2 separate regions of the Callithrix jacchus genome follow, and region 1 is linked to region 2. A link is a contact called in public Hi-C data. All regions are on one chromosome and are shown on one strand. Each heading gives the region's core, a stretch centred on a gene start, on an enhancer-like site or on the middle of the called end of the contact. The rest is flanking DNA. Distances are from core to core; before and after follow the strand shown. Region 1 overlaps AGPAT3 (1-acylglycerol-3-phosphate O-acyltransferase 3). Region 2 has its middle 22 kb from the start of RRP1.

Evidence for each region. A called contact is a pair of places that touch in the nucleus more often than the background predicts.
Region 1: a Hi-C map of induced pluripotent stem cells shows a contact between it and region 2, with 2.3 times the contacts expected there. The contact joins two enhancer-like sites. A contact is called at or near these places in 2 of 3 Hi-C or Micro-C datasets (induced pluripotent stem cells and skeletal muscle).

Annotation. Positions count from the first base shown.
Region 1 is chr21:49,585,361-49,590,999 of calJac240_pri, forward strand. All of the region lies in intron 1 of AGPAT3 (1-acylglycerol-3-phosphate O-acyltransferase 3), which reads left to right. All of the region lies in intron 4 of LOC144580655, which reads left to right. Among named protein-coding and RNA genes, the nearest start is that of AGPAT3, 65 kb to the left of the region's middle. Within about 2 kb of position 3,826, at least 8 of the 16 cell types and tissues checked have an H3K27ac peak or open chromatin away from gene starts, as enhancers often do. A contact at or near this core is called in skeletal muscle, where this site is marked.
Region 2 is chr21:49,485,330-49,491,084 of calJac240_pri, forward strand. It overlaps the pseudogene LOC100894809. Among named protein-coding and RNA genes, the nearest start is that of RRP1, 22 kb to the left of the region's middle. Within about 2 kb of position 2,047, at least 4 of the 16 cell types and tissues checked have an H3K27ac peak or open chromatin away from gene starts, as enhancers often do. A contact at or near this core is called in skeletal muscle, where this site is marked.

The sequences.
Region 1 (5,639 bases), core at 2,576-5,075, 100 kb after region 2:
ATTACTTTACAAAACCTTGTGTTTTTAATTTTGCGGGGTACATACTAGGTATACGTATTTATAGATTAGCAGAATCTTTTTTAAACACAGGGTTTTTTGCCTGAAATGTTTTCATTGCAGCTGAAGGACTGGGTGGGTCTGTCTCCCCAGGCTGAGGCTGTCAGGCTGCTGCTCTGGGTCAGCTGGAGGCCTGAGTCTTGTTTCTTCCCAATCCACCGAGACCTGATTTTAGAAGTGAGTGAAAGCAAGCTCCTTCTGAGTGCCTGGCGCCTCCCTGCTCTTCCCGTCCAAAACCACAGCAGGCTTCTTTCCAGCTGGAGGCTCGTGTTCTCAGCTGATGGGAAATCTTTTCAGAGATGATGTGAGATGAACACCTGGGTTGGTTTCGGTCCTCAGCTCCTGTCTATGGGAGCAGTGATTTTGTGGTGAGATGGCCTGGGGGTGAGTCTTGATTCTGCTGCTAACTCGGTGTGACCCTTTGGGCAAGCTACTGACCCTCTCTGTGCCTCGGTCTCCTCATCCGTAAGGTGTAAGGAGTGAGCGTGTGGGGCCACAAAGTTGCCGGGGTGGGCCTGGCCTGCAGAGGGACCTGGTGAGGGAAACTAACGTGCCTGGGAATGGGCCCCCCAGCTCAAGTTAGGACGCCTTGTCCAAAATTCTAGAACTCGCCCTGCTGGTGTTTGGGGAGAATGCACGCTCCCTCTCCAGGGAGCTGGGCCTGCTGCGTCCTGGCAGGGCTGACGTGGTGCCTGCTTCCCTGTGCCCTGGGAAGCTGAGCCAGCTGGATGCGGCTCTTGGATGCAGCAGAAACAGGGAATAACCACTCGGCTCGCCGGAAGCCATGGTCCTTGCTGGACATGGAAGGCTCCCGTGCAATAAGAAGGGATGATTTCAGGCAGGCCAAGGGCGTGGTGGTTTAAACTCCAGCCACAGCCATCCTCTTCACCGGGCTTCCAGGAGGACCACTGCCCTGAGTTTGACACCATCACTGTTTAGAAAGTACCTGCTGAGAATCACTGACACAGCGTTAAGGAACACACACACACACACACACACTCACAGACACACACTCACAGACACACACACTCACTCTCACAGACACACACACTCACTCTCACAGACACACACACACTCACACACTCACAGACACACTCACAGACACACACACTCACACTCACTCTCACAGACACACACAGACACACACACTCTCAGACATACACACACTCACACACACTCTCAGACACACACACTCTCACACACACACACTCACAGACACACACTCACAGACACACACACTCACTCTCACAGACACACACACACACTCACAGTCATACTCTCATAGACACACACTCACAGACACACACACTCTCACACACTCACAGACACACACACTCACTCTCACAGACACACACACACTCACACACTCACAGACACACTCACAGACACACACACTCACACTCACTCTCACAGACACACACAGACACACACACTCTCAGACATACACACACTCACACACACTCTCAGACACACACACTCTCACACACTCACACACACTCACAGACACACACTCACAGACACACACACTCACTCTCACAGACACACACACACTCACAGACATACTCTCATAGACACACACTCACAGACACACACACTCTCACACACTCACAGACACACACACTCACTCTCACAGACACACACACACACACTCACAGACACACTCACAGACACACACACTCACACTCACTCTCACAGACACACACAGACACACACACTCTCAGACATACACACACTCACACACACTCTCAGACACACACACTCTCACACACTCACACACACTCACAGACACACAAACACTCACAGACACACACACTCACAGGCACACACAGACACACACACACTCTCACAGGCACACACACACTCTCAGGCACACACAGACACACACACACACACTCTCACAGACATACATACACATGATCCCTGTCATTCTGGGAAGCAGCCGAGTTCTGTTTCCCGACCCCCCTCACCCCAAGGGAGGAAGTGAGTGAGGGCACAGGGCCCCTCTCTGAGGCCAGGCAGTGGCCCTCCCCAACCTCCCCTTCCACTTTCTGGTGCCCCAGCAGGTCCCTGGTCAGTCCCTGGGAGCACTCAGGCTGCAGTGAGAGTTCATGGAGAGACAGGTGGACTGGGCACGCAGTGTGTGCCGAAGACACTGAAAACCCCCACCAATGGCAGTTCCCTCTCAGGTCCTTGGCTTCTAGACCTTTCTCTTCCCTTCCTCCCTGGGATCATCCTCCTGAGGGGGCTCTGCCTGTAGGGAGAGGTGGGGACTGAGGCTTCCTGTGCTTGTGACAGGCCGTCCGGCCCGGGGCGTCCGTGCTAAGAACATGCGTGTTAGTCCACGTGTGCACGTGCTAAGAACATGTGTGTTAGTCCACGTGTGCACGCGCTTGCTCCCAGCATCCCTCGGGGCCAGTGTTTGATCAGCCGTCTCCCAGGCAGCTATGTGGCCTTATCCAGTAACTTCAGCAATCAGGTAAACACAGCAGGTGTCACCAAGCCTGTCCCTATTGCGGGGCATTCAGGTTATCTCTGTGTTTCTTTTTATTTTGAAACAGACTCGGAGGCCAGGTGTGGCTCACACCTGTAATCCCAGCACTTTTGGAGGCCGAGGCAGGTGGATCACCTGGGGTCAGGAGTTCGAGACCAGCCTGGCCAACCTGGTGAAATCCTGTGTCTACTTAAAATACAAAACTTAGCTAGGTGTGATGGTGCACGCTTGTAATTCCAGCTACCCAGGAGGCTAAGGCAGGAGAATTGCTTGACTTGGGAGGCAGAGGTTGTAGTGAGCTGAGATTGTGCCACTGCATTCTAGCCTGGGCAACAGAGTGAGACTCTGTCTCAAAAAAATAAAATTAAAAAAAAGAAAAGAAAAGAAACAGGGTCCGGCTCTGTCGCCCAAGCTGGAGTGAAGATCACAGCTCACTGCAGCCTCCACCTCCTGGGCTCAAGCGGTCCTTCCACCTTGGCCTCCCAAAGTGCTGGGATTATAGGTGTGTGCCAGCACACCGGCCTCTCTGTCTTTTTTGACTACTGTACACACTGTGGGAGGGACCATTCTGCTTACGGCGTGACAGTTTCACAGCTGACCACTTTTACTTTATCGAAATAGGGTGAGGTTCATCAAGAGGTTGTGCAGAGCAGTGTGGGCGGTGCCCTGGAGGGCCCAGCGCCTCCGCCTGGGGACAGAGGCCTCGCTTCTCCCGACCCTTAGTCTGCAGGGCTCCGTGCCACTCCCTGTGTGGTTTTAAGGTTCGACATGAGTTTCAGCGTCTTTACTTGGGACGGTTAGGAGCTGCTGCATGTGCATTTGAAGATCCGTGGTAATTGTTCCAGCAGGTTTCACGCCTGAAACTACGTCTTGTTTCGAAATCTTGCTTTTCATGTAGGAGTTTTCCTTCTGCGATGTGTTTCAAGCTGGGGCACTCATTACTGGAAATGCAACCAGATTTACTGAGGAGGGCGTGTTCGCGTGTGTTTGGCGACCTACAGATACTACACATACAGAGCTGTCTAATTTTGTTTCACAGTGAGCTGAAACGTATTCCCACGCCAATCCTTTGTGCCCTTCGGAGTTTGTGCCTCCGTCCCGCCCTAGGTGGCTCCGACAGGCTCCTCAGCCGTGCTACCCACCACCCCCACATTGTCTGCACGTGACTGTGGCTGTCTTTAGGTGGCCACACAATTCTGTCCCCGTCAGACGTGACACATTCTGAAAACCGTGCGTTCTCCTTATTCCAGTGTGAGGTGCCAGAGTGGCCATGGCCAGTCTCCTGTGACCTTCGGAAGGAGGCCCCTGCCCCCTTGGTGGGTGCCCCGTGTGGGTGGGGAGCTCTGTGTGCCCACCTTTCACTGAAGCGGGGCTTGTACGGCTGTGCGGTGGTGTAGGACGGTTCTCACGGGCTCCCGAGCGCAGGAGACGGGCCTGGCTCTGGGGCATCTGTGGCCGTGTGTGCTTTGTTTGGTTTGCTTAGTAACCCGCGCTGTGTCCCCATGTGAATTGCAAGGACACCGTGTCACCCGGTGCCTGCCATCCCCGCTTGTTCCTGGAGCCTCTGCCACATGGCCTGCACTGAACCCCAGAGTGAGTCAAAACCAGGAGCCTTCCCATGGTGGGGCTTCTATTTTTATTTGTGTCCTTATTCGTTTATTTAAAGATGTGAAGGGCATGTGGGGTTGGCAGAACAAGACGGAGCCGCCTGCTGGCCACGGCAAAGCCACCTCCCCGGGCGCTGCTGTCCTGGGCAAAGCCTGGTCCCTGCAGGACTGGACACAGCTTCCCAGAGCCCTCGGGGCCAGTGCACGTGGCAGGGTGGGGGGTACGTGCAGGGCTTGGCCTGTGGATGCTGCTCCTCCCTGGGATGGAGGGAGAAGGCGTGGCCCGAATTCCTCAGGCAGGAGGGTGGGCAGGGTGGGCAGCAGAGGCTGTGGGCCCGTGAGTGCTGGGCCTCGACCCTCCCTGTTGAGGTCCCGCCCCCATCACTGGCCTGGCTGAGCACTGAGCTAAATCCAGATAAACAGGTTGGTGAGATGGCGCGCCCAGCTGGCTCGCAGCGTCTCATTAACCTCATAAATGTCCTTCTGTCTGGGCCGCAGGCGACAGACGCGTCCTCTTGAGTGAGCGAGCGCCGATAGCCCAGTCAGGCTGGAGAGAGAGGACCTGAGTGCCTTTCCTCCTAGAACTGAGGTGCCTCGTGCTGGTGGTTCTGTGTGTGTCAGGAAGTCACAGATCCACAGAGTCTTTGAAGAAAGTGGGGAATAGTTATCAACCGCCGCTCCACGGAGAGTCTGAGGCGGAGAGGTCGGGTTTCCCCTTTGGGTGCCCTGCCCCTAGGACACGGTGGTGGGAGGTCTCAGGGCAGAGCCGCTGCGAGGTGGGGTAGGGGCTCAGATGCCAGCACCCGTGTGCCCGGTTCCCCATCCTGGGCCTGACAGTCACTTTGTGGTCCTGGGCAGGATATTTTCAGGGGCAGTGATGCTAGTGGGGAAAACTGCTGAGCACTGAGCGATCATTCGTGTAAAGCGCCTGTCATTGAGTGTGACCTCAGCGTGGCCCATGTGACCTCAGCGTGGCCCGTGTGACCTCAGTGTGGCCCGCGTGACCTCAGCGTGGCCCATGTGACCTCAGCGTGGCCCGCGTGACCTCAGCGTGGCCCGCGTGACCTCGGCGTGGCCCGCGTGACCTCGGCGTGGCCCGCGTGACCTGGCTGTGGTGTCTCAGCAGCACCACCTTTCTTCCTTTTCCTGTTCCCTCAGCCTTTCTCAGGCCTTGCGGACACCAAGCCCTGCCCGGTGAAATCAGAGGCTGCAGACCCCAACTGTGGGAGTCCGCAGTGGACAGGCCTGGGGAGACAAGGGTGGGTGGGTATTTCTGTCCAGGTGAGGAGAAGGTGGGGATGAGGTGGGGGAGGGTGCCCGCCTGGGCTGAGGGGAACAGAGGGAAGCAGGGCTTGCTGGCACATTGAGGGGGCCGCTGTAGGGGCAGCAGGAGGCAGCTCCCCAGGTGTCCCCACACCAGGCTGGCGTGCAGTCCTCAGGCTGCTGGTGACACATGCAAGGGGCCTGCTGCCCTGTCCTCTCAG
Region 2 (5,755 bases), core at 797-3,296:
GGGTGCGCATTTACCACTTCCTCGGGCAGCTCGATGGTCTAGGGCAAACGTGTCCTCGCTGACTTCAGAACTTCAGCCACAAACCCACACCACAGCTTCACAGTTGTCACAGGCTCTGCTCGGAGGTGACATTCTGGGGACTGAGCAGCAGCTCTGGAGTTAGACCTGGAGGGGCCATGCCCAGGCTGCCCTGCTTTACCTGCCGGCATCAGTACCGATAGATGGAGACCCGGCTGCAGTCCTGCCAGCCCATGTGCCTCACATGCCAAAGGCTCAGCCCAGGCATCCTAGGTCGCCAGAGGTGCCCATTTTCCTGCCTGGCATGGCTGAGCAGGGCCACGAAACAGCCTTGGACCCCAAGACCTCTCCCTCAGCCAGAATGTTCTCTGCATGAGCTTCTCACTCTCAACTATGGTTGTGACCTAGAACTTCTCCCAGTAGGCCCTGTGGGAAGCAGAGGCTTTGCACAGGTGCAGGAGGCTCAGCGGGGAGCAGCCTCCAGTGAGGGTGGGCACTGTAGCTGCGACGGGTTGACGGGAGGGGCTGAGAGGGGGCGGCAGGTCAGCCAGCGCCCTGGGCGCTGTGGGGCTGCTCACAGGGGTGTGATCTGGCCAGGCAATTCTGGATGCACTCTCTGGCCGTGGGATCGAGGTTGGGTTTGGGGACAGTCCTTCCATCAGCCCCAGCATTGGAACACTGACTCGTGTCTCCCGGAGCTGCCCCTGTTGCATATAGTGCATGCTAAAGATAAACCGCTGACGAGGGCTGTCCCCCGTCATTGGCCCAGAAGTTCCCCGGAAGGGGCATAGGATCCCAGGCCGTGACTGCTGAGGCCTGAGTGGTGGGGGATGGAGTGGACGTGGTGGGGGCTGGTGGTGGTGGATGAAGAGGAGGCCTGGTCTCTGCAGTGTGTGTGGTGCTGTAGCCTACCAGGAAGCGGGTCGTGTAGTGGGCATCCGTGTGCCCAGCCCCCAGCCCATGTGATAAGGAGCCGGCCCCACAGCCTGCAGTCTGAAAGGGAGCGTCTCCATCTCAGATGGGAACCTTTTCCCCAAATGTGCTCTTGTACGGTGAGGAGAATGGCCAGCACTGTGCTGAGCTGCTCAGAGATGATACCTCCAGGCACCAGCTACCTGGACACGGGGCTGGTTTTATTTCCTGAACGGACCAGCCAGAGGAGCTGCAGCAGACTCCCACCTAGCCTGTGGCTGCTGTGTGGGCGTTCAGAGTCTCCCCACAGAGGCCACCTCCCCAGGGTGTTCACAATCTCCCCACAGAGGCCATCTCCCCAGCTCGCGGCCTCTCCTCTGTGTGGCCTGACCCGTGAGCCATCTCCCCCTCGTGGCCTCTCCCTCAAAGCCTCTCCCTCGTGTGGCCTTCCCCGTGTGGCCTCTCCCCCATGTAGCCTCTTCCCGTGGCCTCCCCTGTGTGGCCTCTCCCCCATGTAGCCTCTCCCCGTGTGGCCTCCCCCGTGTGGCCTCTCCCTCTTGTGGCCTCTCCCCCATGTAGCCTCTTCCCGTGGCCTCCCCTGTGTGGCCTCTCCCCCATGTAGCCTCTCCCCTGTATGGCATTGCCCATGGGTTCTCATCATTGTGTGGAGCCTGGCTTACTGTGGGTGAGGAGCAGGGGGAGGCTTCGCCTTTGGGTCCTGGCATCCACAGTCCACAGCGGGCAGCCTTGCCCCCTCCCTGTCCCTACCCCAGGGATGTTGCCGCTCCTTTGTCCCTTCCTCTGTCACCTGCCCTCTAGGACCTGCATGGCTGCAGTCCCACCAGCTGCCTCTGGGGGGTGCCCGTGGCCCTGGAATGGGCTTGGGGGAGACTGGGCCGCTGGGCCACTCCAGGCCACTTGCTCCATTGTGTCCTCGCTGCCCACCTGACCCAGGATTCCTGTGGGCGAGGGCGTCGTTCTTGCCCCGAGTGAAGCCTCTGCAGGTGCTTCAGGGGCTGGCGCCCACCTCTACCTGTGTGCCTCGACCTGGAGTGGACTCCACAGCCATGGCCCTCCTGGCACTGTTCCTCTCCTGTGTCCCGGCGGGTGTGCAGTGGGGACAGGCACCCTGGGGTCCTTGGAGGCTCAGCCCTCACCCCTGGAACTCTGCTGTGGCCCGTGTCCATTCAGGGCTCATCCCAAAGCCTGGCCAGGTGGGAGGGGGCTCCACATAGGAGCCTCTCCTAGCCCCTTCCCCTCCACGGCATGGGGCACTTCCTCCCCATGGAGTCTCAGGCTTGTGGACCCTGCCCAGCTACCCAGGCCCCAGAGGGCACCTCTGACCCTTCTCTTTGGGGTCTGCCCTGGGGGCTCCAGGCCGCTCGTTCCACCGCATCCCGCTCCTGGAGCCTCCAAGCACCTCAGTTCCGACTGTGGGGAAAACAGAATCCTAGGAAGAAACCTCACAGCTGTTGGGGGAGGGGGCGGCGGGGAGCGCCAGCTGCCCCACAGGACCATTGGGTGAAGGCAGAGCCTGGGAGGAAAGTCAGAGCCTCGCATCAGCCCCATCCTGTTCGGGCTGGTGTCCCTGGTGAGCAGCCACCTGCCACCCCCCGGAAAGGGATCTGGAGCAGCAGCCTCAAGCCTCATAGCCCCGCTCAGCTCCTAGAAGCCCCTGGGTGATGATGCGAAGGGGAAGGGAAGGGGGCTGGAGGAGGGAAGTGAGAAGAGTGTGCCCGGGGCCTGAGGGCTGGTCTGGAGGCGTGTTGGGGCGAGGTGGTGCTGGCCGTGCTCCTGTCTGAGATGGGCAGAGGGAAGGCGCCCAGGACTGCGCTCGAGTCCCCAGGCCGGTGAGTCCCTCATTGCTCTGGGCTTCCTCACCTGCACAGAGGGTGGGGCCTGTGCTCTCCGGAGGCCACACGGGGTGTCCCTGAGGCACTGAGTCTGGCTTATTTCTGAAAACCAAGGAGCAGGAGGACATTGATAACTGCCTCCCTCTGTTCTCTTTCCCAGGGGTGCGGCTCATCCATCCCGTGGTTTCAGATTCGCCTGGCGTGTTGTTGCAAGACTGCCTGGCACTCAGCTTGCCCGGTGCTGCCTGGCCCGGCAGCCTTTTCCCAGATCTCACAAGGGAAGCACAGATGGGAAAACTCCATCAGCAGGGCGTCGCCCCCAAGGGCTGCCTCCGCTCCATGCCACGCTGGGTCCCTTGGCGGTTACGTGGGTCCTGGGAGGGAGCCTATGACTCTTCCTGGGTTTGCAGCGATGGGGATGGGGTGTGGCGCCAGCCTGGCCTCATGGGTTTGCAGTGCTGTGGATCCCTCTGGCTTCCTGACCTCGATTCCTTTTGACATACAAGCCTGCATGGCATGAATTCCCGGGATGACTGGCCGGGCGGGCTCTCTGCGCCCCTGGCAGCGCTGCCCATGACCGCTCTGTGAAGCCACTCTCCTTCCTTCCTGGCGCTCCTCCCTCCCTCCTTTCTTCTCTCTTTTCCTACCTAAATGTTTATCCAGTCCCTCCTGCATTAAATATCCGTGCTGGGCAACAGATCACCATGAACTTGGTGACTGCGCCACCACTGCCTGTCCGCGCCCAGCTGTAGACGAGGGTCTGGGAGGCACCAAAAGCTCCCAGGCTGAAGCGGGTGCTGGGCTGCAGGCACTGGAGGTGGGGCCTCTCCCACACTCCCTGGCCATCAGCTGGTGAGTTCTTTTTTCTTCTGCGTCTTCTTGAGGATGAAGTCTTGGCAGTAGGCCTCCCGTTTCTCTCACGGGCTATTCCTGGGGTTCCCTCAGCTCCTGGAGGTTCCCACAGTCCCCTTCCCCAAGGCCCCCTATCCCCACCCTGTGCTTCTTCAGTGCCAGCAGGAGAAATTCTCCCTCATCAGCTTCTTCGGAGAAGGACTCACCTGGTCAGGTCAGGCCCACACGGGGCCTCCGATACGCAGCGACCTTTCTCCAGTTAAATTCTGAGCTATTCTTTTACCCCTAGAAGGGCGTCTTCTATAGAATAGAGTAAAACTGTTATGAGATTGTTAGAACAAGCTCTTGCAGGCACCTGCACTTGGCAGAAGAGTCGATCGAATTCCATCTAGATGGGACTTCACTGAAGGGGCCTCAGTTTCCCGTCTGCTTTGCAGTCAAGACAGTTCTTTCCAGAGGGAGTGGGTTCAGCTTGACCCTGTTCTCAGCCCAGGTTCCCAGCGGCTATGTGCCAACATTTGGTGGGGGATGGGGAGGTGCAGTCCCAGGGAAGTGAGGAGGGTGTGGGGAGAAGGGGAGGGAGGGCAGGCTCACGCTGTGTGGTCCTGAGAGGACTGGAGCGCCACGGGGAGCCGCTGCATCCTGGAAGAGTTGAGCGTGGCTGCCTGAGCCCCGGCCATGGTTCTGCGACATCCAGTGTGAATTTGCCAGGTGTTCTGAGAAGGGGACGCTGGCAGGGACATGGGCCGTTCCCGAGCTGGCCTTCCTGCGTGGGCCCAGATGCCGGCGCAGGTCACACTTCCCCTAGTGCTGTCCACACCAGGGCAGCAGAAGCCCCATGCCTGGTCCCGGGGACACAGCTCTGAATCAACCTCTCACAGGCACATCAAATTGAACCCGACCAGCATCTGTGTCCTGGCAGCAGATGCTGGGAGGAGAGTGTCTGGGGCTCTGTTCAGGGAGGCAGGGCTGTCGCTGGGGGAGTTATGAACAGGGAGGAGCTTGCTGAACAGACTGGAGCAGCACGGGGGGCAGAGCGGGCCCAAGAACCACATCCTCCTCCTGCTTCGGGATCCGGGCCAACTCTCCCGGCCTCTCTGGGCCTTGGTTTCCTCCTCTGTAAGTGCGTGGAGGTCAAGATGACCGCTAATACCTGCCCGGATCCGGGGTCCCACCCCTGGGGCCTTTGCAGCCTGGCTGGCAGTACTGTGGTATGGGGGCCACCTGCAGGGTCTGCACCCCACCACATGGACTGAATTCTTTTTTTTTTCTTTCGTTTTTTCTTGGTGTGAATTCTAGTTAGGCAAAGCCTGTGTTTCCCACACGGGCCCAGCTCCTGCCGCCCGGAAAGATGAGGACCTGAACTTTCATCCGTCAGCATGTCCTGTGCGCACGAAGGTTTCACTGTCTTAAAAACACCACCCCAGCGAGGATCGGTGCTTTTAAACGTCTCCTGCTATCTGCAGCAGTTGAGTAGAACCCCCCAAATTAGACCTGATTTGGAGTAAGGGTCTTTGCCGGTGTAACTAGTTGAGGGTCTTGTGATCATCCCGGATTTAGGGTGGGTCTTAAATCCAGTGACCGGCGTCCTCATGAGAAAAGGAGAGGCCACGGAGAAGGCCACGGGACGGCGGAGGCAGCGGTTGGGTTGGCAGCCACAGCCGAGGGACCCTGCAGTCACCCGAAGCGGGAGGGATAGGAAAGGTCCTCCCTGGAGCCTTCGGAGGGAGCGGGGCTCTGTCCACACCTTGCTTCAGCCTTCTGGCCGCCAGAACTTCGAGGGAATCCTTTTCTGTTGCTTCAAGCCACCAAGTGTGTGTAATTCACCACAGCGGCCGCAGGCAATCAGGCATCATTCCTCTCTTTTTTTTTGAAACAGAGTCTCACACTGTCACCCAGGCTGGAGATCTTGGCTCACTGCAATTTCTGCCTTCCAGGTTCAAGTGATTCTCCTACCACAGCCTCCCAAGTAGCTGGGACTACAGGCACACACCACCCGGCTAATTTTGTATTTTTAGTAGAGATGGGGTTTCTCCATGTTGGTCAGGCTGGTCTCGATCTCCTGACCTCAAGTGATCCACCTGCCTCAACCTCCCAAAGTGCTGGGATTACAGGTGTGA